Linked DNA regions of Sus scrofa: region 2 is linked to region 1. The links are chromatin contacts, called in public Hi-C maps. All regions are on one chromosome and are shown on one strand. The core of a region is the stretch at or near the end of the contact, and the rest is flanking DNA. Distances in the headings are between cores, read along the strand shown. Region 1 has its middle 16 kb from the start of ERLIN2. Region 2 overlaps KCNU1 (potassium channel subfamily U member 1).

What was found. Hi-C and Micro-C count contacts between places; a contact is called where the count stands out from the background.
Region 2: a contact with region 1 is called in a Hi-C map of fetal skeletal muscle, with 2.5 times the contacts expected there. The contact joins two enhancer-like sites. A contact is called at or near these places in 1 of 5 promoter capture datasets (liver), 8 of 47 Hi-C or Micro-C datasets (fetal skeletal muscle, fibroblasts, heart right ventricle and 5 more) and 2 of 2 datasets of contacts at active chromatin or transcription factors (alveolar macrophages and skeletal muscle).

What each region holds. Positions count from the first base shown.
Region 1 is chr15:48,674,997-48,679,241 of Sscrofa11.1, forward strand. No RefSeq gene overlaps it. Among named protein-coding and RNA genes, the nearest start is that of ERLIN2, 16 kb to the left of the region's middle. Within about 2 kb of position 1,940, at least 6 of the 83 cell types and tissues checked have an H3K27ac peak or open chromatin away from gene starts, as enhancers often do. A contact at or near this core is called in fetal skeletal muscle, where this site is marked.
Region 2 is chr15:49,370,517-49,374,761 of Sscrofa11.1, forward strand. The region is part of intron 18 of KCNU1 (potassium channel subfamily U member 1); the gene reads right to left. Among named protein-coding and RNA genes, the nearest start is that of KCNU1, 72 kb to the right of the region's middle. Within about 2 kb of position 2,230, at least 1 of the 83 cell types and tissues checked has an H3K27ac peak or open chromatin away from gene starts, as enhancers often do. A contact at or near this core is called in fetal skeletal muscle, where this site is marked.

The DNA of each region.
Region 1 (4,245 bases), core at 690-3,189:
GACCGGGGATCACGGAGGCTATGTCAGGTTCTTAACCAGCTGAGCCACAACAGGAACTCCTAGGCCATCATTTCAAAGAGGAGAGACCTAGCAGGAAGATGTGCTGGGGCATCCAAGGGGATTTGGAAGGTGGGGTCCCAGCAGGGTCACCCCTAGGCCAGAGCCACAAGAAAAACACATTAGCTTTTGATTATTGTTTTCTGAGCAGGGCGGGCAGGGAGGTTAGCAGAGCCTAAGGAAGTGGACGTGGGCCCTGAGGGTCATTACACAGAGGAGGTCTCAGTGATGGATTGATTCCTCAGCATGGGGGGCTTCAGTCCCCACCACTAGACCTGGGACACCCACAGAAGAGTCACCTGCTCCTGTGACCCAAGCCCACGGGGGATCAGCCAGGGGTGAGCTTGGCAAAGCCACCTGGGCCTCCCGCTGTAACAAGTCCTAAAAACCAGGGCTGTTGGGCCTTCCCTCTAGGTTCCTGCTCCAAATGGAGAAAAGCAACAGGGTGCACACTGCTACTTCTCTGAGATGTGGCCAGGGGCCACAGGGTCATGGGGAGTGACCAGGAAAGATGTGGGGAGCCCTGGTCTCCTTGGGGTGAGCAGCACTTCAGGCAAACGTCAGGAGACTTTCCGGGAGCCGGGTCCTTGGGGCAAGCCTGCTTCTGCATGTGGCTTCCTGACCAGGGCATTTAGAGCTGTGCTTCTCAAACTTGACTGCACTTGCTGATCCCGAGGGGACCAGTTCAAGTGCAGATGTAGAGCCACTGATCTGGGGTGGGGCTTGAAATTCTGCATTTTTCACAGGCTCCCAGGCCACAGCAATGCTGCTGGTCTTATACCCACACTTTGAGGAACAAGGTTTTGAAGGGGAGTTCATGGGAGTTCAACTTTCTAAAACCCTTACCTAGAGAAGGGCCTTTCCAGCTCTTTTCACGCAAGGGCTGCCGGGAGTCAGACCCCTTGCATATTCCCTGCCTTTTCTAGACAGTTCCCTCCTCTGCACTGACCTCTGAATGGGGCCTCAGCAGCCAGAGTCCAGGCTGTCCTGCTCTGCCCACTTACCTCCCCAACCAGATGGCAGCTCCCTGGGCTTCACCCTCCCTCTGCCCAGTGGAGCCAGGCTCCACGAATATGGATTCCTCACACGGATGTCCTTTTTGGAGCAAAGATCTCCTTCCTCTCCCGGACCCCTTGTCACCCTGCTCAGTTGGCCCTGGTTATCCTTGCTGGGCCTGTCTCTCTGTCCCTGTGGCCTGGGACTCTGTTTCTAGAACATGAGGATGGATTCTGTTCCTTTCCTAAGAGAGGGTTGAGTTCCGGAACGGGGGTAACGGTTCCCTCTTGGCAAAGGCGGGATGGCCCAGTCAGACGGGCCAAGGGACCATTGATCTGAGTCCAGTGAAAAAGTGGCTTCTCAGGAGCCCTGGATCCAGGCCCACTTCCAGACAACTTCTTCTTTCAAAGCTCTTTCATGTGTTTTAACTTCACAGACATGCCCCTGAGAGACAGCAGTGGTGGTGGTGGTGGTGGTAGGGGGACCGCAGCAGGGGTCAGATGAGTGGCTGGTGGGGTGTGGCGCTGGGGGCGTCAGGTGGGGACTGAGGTGCTGTTGTGAGTCGGCAGATAGACTCTCCCCCGACCTCGACTCTTGTGATAACACGGCTACACATATTAAAATATAGATGTGCAACTAGGGTGAATTCAAACATAGACGTCTCACTTCTTTATACCTCCCTTTATACCTCGCCCTTTATACCTCCCCTCCTACACACACACACACACAAACACACACATACACACACACTTAACCAATTAAGTCCGTCGAGCGCTATTTGCGGATGATGGTGTGGAATTGTGCTGGAGTTGTGTCCGGCATCATTAAATGTCAGCATTAACAATACGGCACTTGGCAATCAAGGCCGCTCCGTGGCTGTTAGTCATTAATCACCATCTGACAGTCCTGAATTGGAAACGAGGAGCCTGTTCACATGTGCTCCGTGTACTCAGTTACCCTCTCAGTAATCAGCTTCGGAAAACTTTTCTTCGACTCCCTGCCTGCGAGGACCTCTGCGAGGGGGTGGGGGGGTCAATATGCTGGGACCCCATCCTCCTCTTCCCTCTCCCCTCCCCCTCCTCTTCCTCTTCCTTGCTGCAAAAAAAAAAAAAGTGAGGTCGGGGGAGAGAGGGGCACCTCCGTTTTGGCCTACCCTTTCCCTCTTAGGCCTGTTTTATGTAGCCTTGTTTTTCTATTCTGGCCCAATGGCCAGGAAAATTCTCTTTCTCCCTGAAGAAATTCTGAAAGGCAGCAGGGAGCTCGGTTCTGTTCCAGAAGCTGCTGGGGTAAGTTTGTCAAATGAGTCCTCAGCTGTGGACCCGCGAATGCTAGATGGGGGGGCTCCATGGATCACTTCCTGCCACTTGGGTCTGTGTTGTCACAGGCTTCTGGGACCCTCTGTGGAACTGAGAGGGGGGTCACTGTTCCTTGCTGGGGATGGACCTCTCTTCAGCCTTGTTCACTTATTCATTCTTCCTGGAAATCTCATCAGGGCCTGCTATGTGCCAGCTACGGACTGGATGCTGGAGAGGCAGCCATGAATGCAGGCCAGGGGCCTCCCTGGTGGTGGTGGCTTTTGGGGGTGAGTTAAGGGTCAGATAGAGAATCCGTTGTTGCCATGGGCTTGCTCTCTGAAGGGAGTCCTCTGCTGCATTCTTGGTGTGGGCGCTGCCCGGCTGCCAGCTCCTTGCAGGGACATGTTCCAGAGCCTTCCTGACATGGCTCCTTCACCCCTCAGTGGCCTTACTTCTCACTCCCTGCAGACCCCGCTCTCTGCCTGCCCAGGTGGGGGCTCTTCCTCAGCAGGTGAAAGGGTGGCCTTCCCCCTCTGCCTCTTTCACAAGGACATTTTTTTTCTTTTTAGGGCCACACCCAGAGCATATGGAAGTTCCCAGTCTAGAGGTCCAATTTGGGCTGCAGCCACTGGCCTACACCACAGCCACAGCAATGGGGGATCTGAGTCGAGTCATTGATCTACACCACAGCTCATGGCAATGTCGGATCCTTAACCCACTGAGTGAGGCCAGGGATCAAACCTGTTTCCTCATGGATACTAATCAGGTTCCTAACTGCTGAGCCACAACGGGAACTCCTTCATAAGCACATTTTACAATGTTTTTTCAGGACATTGTTTCTTAATCCCAGGGAATGAGTTGAGTGATGGAATTTCAGCCACCACGGTGAGTTGGTAGAGCAAAGAGGCCACTGACAGCCCCATCCCCAAGTGGGTCTCCCTGGCCTGCCTCTAGGCTTGGGGCTCAAGTGACCCCCTTGCCCCCCAGGGCCACCCCTCGGTTCTGCAATGACAAGAGAAGGAAAGGCTTCTGGGGCAGCTGGTGATGGGCCACGGGTAGAGGGCGCACCTCCTTTCCTCTGTCCTGGTTGCTCTGTCTTTTGTCCCTGCTCTGGGCCTCAGCCCCAGGTTTCTTGCATTACCCAACTAAAGACTTTAGTTCCAAGACATTGACAAATAGTCAAGGTCTTTTCAAATTAAAGAGAATTCAAAACTTTTACTGACTGTCCCTTATGTCCCTGATTGTTCCAGGCACACAGGGGCTGCCAAGGTAAAGAATCTTCCATACATTAAGGAACTTATGGTCCAGTGGAGGGCAATGAGAGGTTCTCACATAGAGATGCACTAGAAGGAAGATAACATAAGGGGTGCGAGGAGTTCCCACATGACTCAATGGGTTAAGGACCTGGCATTGTTGCCGCAGCAGCTTGGGTTGCTGCTGTGGAGTGAGTTCGATCCCTGGCCTGGGAACTTCCGCATGCTATGGGCACAGCCAAGAAAAAAAAATAAGGGGCTCAAGAGATTCAAAGTGAGGGAAACCCACAAGTGGTTGGGGTGAAAATGAGAGGAGGGGGAAGAAGGACCAGCTGGACGGAAAGGGCCTTTGGCCGGCCTGTGGCGGACTTGAATGCCAGGGGAAAGGTTTGGCCTTGCGGATAACAAGGAACTGGGAAAGGCCTATGTTTCCAGGAGTAAGAAACACACCTTCCATCCTTCATGAAAAACGTAGCTCTCAGGAGGAGAGAAGGCTGATTTTCCCCCTCAAGCTTCACACTTGCGGCATGAACCTTGGAATTAGAGGTTGATTGGAGTGATCAGGAGTTTAATTTTTGTCTTCATCTGCAGCTGTCCAGGCCACAGCTCCAGGAGCTAGAAAAACCTCAAAGCTCTGCCTGGGA
Region 2 (4,245 bases), core at 980-3,479, 700 kb after region 1:
ACTTGGTCGTTTATATCTGACCCTCACAGATGAGGTCTCCTCTCTGTCTCTTAGGGGATTCCCAGTGAGAGGAAGAAAACATGCAAAAACAAATTTCTTAATTCAAATAAACATACCTGCTCAGTAAATAACCAGTTGGCCCTACTGTAATTCTCATTCCTGTGTTTACCATAGCTCCTTCCTCATCATATCATCCAGCTAAATCAATGGCAACTTCCATACCCATAAGTTCTAGGAGAATCTGAACCCATTTTTCTTCAGACCTGTCCACATATTCACAAAGAGGTTTTAAAAAGACCTTTGTCCCTCCTTTATTACAGCCTTCTAAGCTAGTCCAGGTGAGAAAGACAAGAGTAATGAAAGGGATATGTTGAATTTTCCTCATTACTGACACTTGCATGAAGCCTAAAACTATTGTGTCTTCTACCTTTAAGTAATGAGAACAAAATACTGCTTGTTAATGTAAAGAATTCATGTATCCAATACCTATCTGATGAATTACTCCACAGGAATACCTGGGGATATTTAGGGTTCAGCTTCTGACCGCTACAATAAAGCAAATAGCTTAGTAAAGCAAGTCACATGAAATTTTTGGTTTCCAAGGGCATGTGAAATTATGTTTATACTATACTGCAGTCTATTAATTTTGCAGTAGCATTATGTCTAAAAACATACATCTATAAATTTAAAATATTTCATTAATAAAAAAATTCTAGCCATCATCTGAAACATCAGTGAGTTATATAGTCTTTTTGCTGCTAGAGGTCCTGCCCCAATGTTGATGGCTGCTGACTGATCAGGACGCTGCTACTGAAGGTTGGGTAGTGGTGGCAATTTCTTAATATGAGACCACAAGGAAGCTGGCCCCACCGATTGATTCTTCGCTAATGATTTCTTCATAACATGCAGTGCTGTCTGATAGCATTTTACCCACCAAAGAACTTTCAAAATTGGAGTCGGTCCTCTCAAACCCTGCTGCTACTTTATCAAATAAGTTTATGGAATATTCTAAATCCTTTATTGTCATTTCAACCATCTTCACAGCATCTTCTCCAGGAGTAGATTCCATTTCAAGGATCTTCTTCCTTGGCTCATCCATGAGAAGCAACTCCTCATCCACATCAGTTTACTATGAGATTGCGGCAAGTCAGTGCTGTCTTCAGGCTCCACTTCTGATTCCAGTTCTCTTGCTGTTTCCACCACATCTGCAGTTACTTCCTCCATGAAGTCTTTCACCCCTCAGCATCATCCATGAGGGCTGGAATCAACTTCCTCTAAACTCCTGTTCATGTTATTTTGACCTCTTCGCATGAACTGTGAATGTTTTAGTGGCATTAAGAATGATGAATTCTTTCCAGAAGGCTTTCAATGTACTTCCCCCAGATCCAGCAGAGGAATCATTATGCATGGAAGCTATGGCCATACCAGATTACAAAATGTATTTCCTAAAGAAAAAGACTTAAAAGTTAGTATTACTCCTTGATCCATGAGCTGTGAATGGATGTTGTGTCAGCTGGCATGAAGACAACTTGAATCGTGTCCATCTCCATCAGAGCTACTGGGTGACCAGGTACATTGTCAATGAGCAGAAATATTTTGAAAGAAATATTTTACTAAGTAGTAGATCTGTAAATTAGGTTTAAAATATCATAAGCCATGTTGTAAAGAGTTGTGCTGTCATCTACTTTGTTATTCCATTTATAGATCACAGCCAAGGTAGATTTAGCAAAGTTTTTAAAGGCCATAGGGTTTTCAGAATGATAAATGAGCACTGGCTTCAACCTAGAGCCACCAGCTACATGAAGTCAGACACTGACTTCTCTTCTCCAGCTATCCAAGTCCTAGGGCATCTTCTTCCACTATAAAGCTGTTTCAATCACACTGAAAATCTGTTGTTTGGCATAGTCATCTTCATGAATTATCTTAGCGAGATTTTCTGGATATGCACCAGTTTCTACAGAAAGATTAGACAGGATGTGGAGAGAGAAGAAGCAAGTATGGTGATCTGTATCCAAGCTTGGATGAGGCTCTAGGAAGACCCTGGAAGCTCCATAGGACTTCAGGCACCTGAGGTTAAAAAGACTGGGTTTCTCTTGCCTGGATCATCTGGGGCACAGGATGCCATCAACGCGAAGAGCTGAGAATAAAAAGAGAGGCAGGCCCAGCTTCCTTCCTAACATCTGTGTGTTTGTATAAGGAGTATGGTTCCTTAATGTGAGAGGTCATAGAGACAGATGTCTGGCAGAGGATGCACTGGCAGATCTGATGGGCTGTAATCTGCTCATAAACTCAAGACCATCCTGTAAACAGCTGTGCTGGAAGGCCTTGGGAAAGAGCCAAGGAAGGAGCTGGAACTGCCATGGGAAGAGTGTTCTGGAAGCAAAACAGCAAGCCACAGACAGACTTGGGTGTGGCGAAATGAGCACCCAGTGGGAAGTATCCCATTAGGGATCTTCACTGAAAACCCTGTTGATATGCTGAGCTGAGCAACAAGCCCCCTCACCTTGAATAAGAAGAAATTGGTTGCAAAAGCACAGAAATCTAAGAGCCAAGGAAATGATGGAAGAAGGCATGGAGGGGGCAGAACCACAACAAGGAACCCTTTTCCACTTGCTAAGTTTTTACTTGCTCAAGTTGACAACATAATTTAATCTGTTTTATTTCATTCGATCATCATAACCTTTCAATTATTTCAGTCCTTTGGTTTGTTTGTTTGTTTTTTGACCATGCCTACCACATGTGGAAGTTCCCAGCCAGGGACTGAAACCACACCACAACAAAGACTCAAGCCACAGCAGTAACAAGGCCAGGTCTTTAAACACTAGGTCACCAGGGGACCCCCAATTATTTCAGTTCTAATACTAGCACTGTTTTGCAGAGAAGGAAACTGAAACTTAAAGGCTAAGGAAGGTGGTGATGTGGGGGCATGCCTGCTGGGAGCCCTGCTCATGGCAGGTATCAGTGGGTTGACCACCCATTCTAGAGCCAGGCTGGGTTGGATATCAGGGAAGAGAGAATCTTTCTTGGTCTCTGGCATCTCTAAGAAGGACATGAAGGGTATGAAAACAAAGCTGATACTAGAAGTGGGATCTGAGTCACAGGTTTCACAAAGTGGGAAGGGAAGTCACATGGGAATGTATTCAGGTTGCAGTGCAGACTCTAAGAGTTGAATTAGGCAGACCCAGAGAGAGGGATTCTAGGGAAGGGCTGATATGAAGACAAACCTTTCTGTTAGAAATGGTCACCTCTTCTGACCCAGATACATCATACACTGCCTGGAAATTTCCACCTCTCCTCCTCCCACGGATCAACTATCTATCTACGCCCACTGGAGTTTATAAACACCCACCTTTAAAAATACTGAATGGGAGTTCCCGTCATGGCTCAGTGGTTAATGAATCCAACTAGGAATCATGAGGTTGCGGGTTCGATCCCTGGCCTTGCTCAGTGGGTTAAGGATCCAGCGTCACTGTGAGGTCTCAGATGCAGCTCAGATCCCCCACTGCTGTGGCTCTGGCGTAGGCTGACAGCTACAGCTCCAATTAGATCCCTAGCTTGGGAACCTCCATATGCCATGGGTGTGGCCCTAGAAAAGACAAAACAAACAAATAAATAAATAAAAAAGTACTGAATGGCTTCTTTCGTTCTTGGGTTACTGGTCAGTCCCCATAATATGAGTTGGTTGTACCTAAATCTTTTCTTTCTAACTTCTAATCAAAACTGGTTTTCCTGAAGAAGTAGATTTTGATAAAGAACAGAGAGAATAGTAAATACTGTACAACAGTAAGACAGACCAAACTGTACTAAACTCATCCAGAGGGGGGTGGTCAAAGTAAGGAAATTGGAAGTGAAGGTGAAGGGGCTCCAAGAGGGGCCCAGATGCATTTCTTTCTTTCCTTTCTTTCTCTCTTTATTTCCTTCCCTTTATTTCCTTCCCTCCCTCCCTCCTTCTCTTTCTTTCTTTCTTTTCTTTCTTTCTTTCTTTCTTTCTTTCTTTCTTTCTTTCTTTCTTTCTTTCTTTCTTTCTTTCTTTCTTTCTCTCTCTCTTTCTCTCTATCTTTCTCCTTCTTCCTTCCCCTTCCTCCCTTCCTTCCTTTCTTTTTAGGACTGCACCTGTGGTATATGGAATTTCCCAGGATAGGGATCAAATTGGAGCTACAGCTGCCAGTCCACTCCACAGCCACAGCAATGCCAGGTTGGCTGCATCTACAACCCACACTGCAGCTTGTGGCAATGCCAGATCCT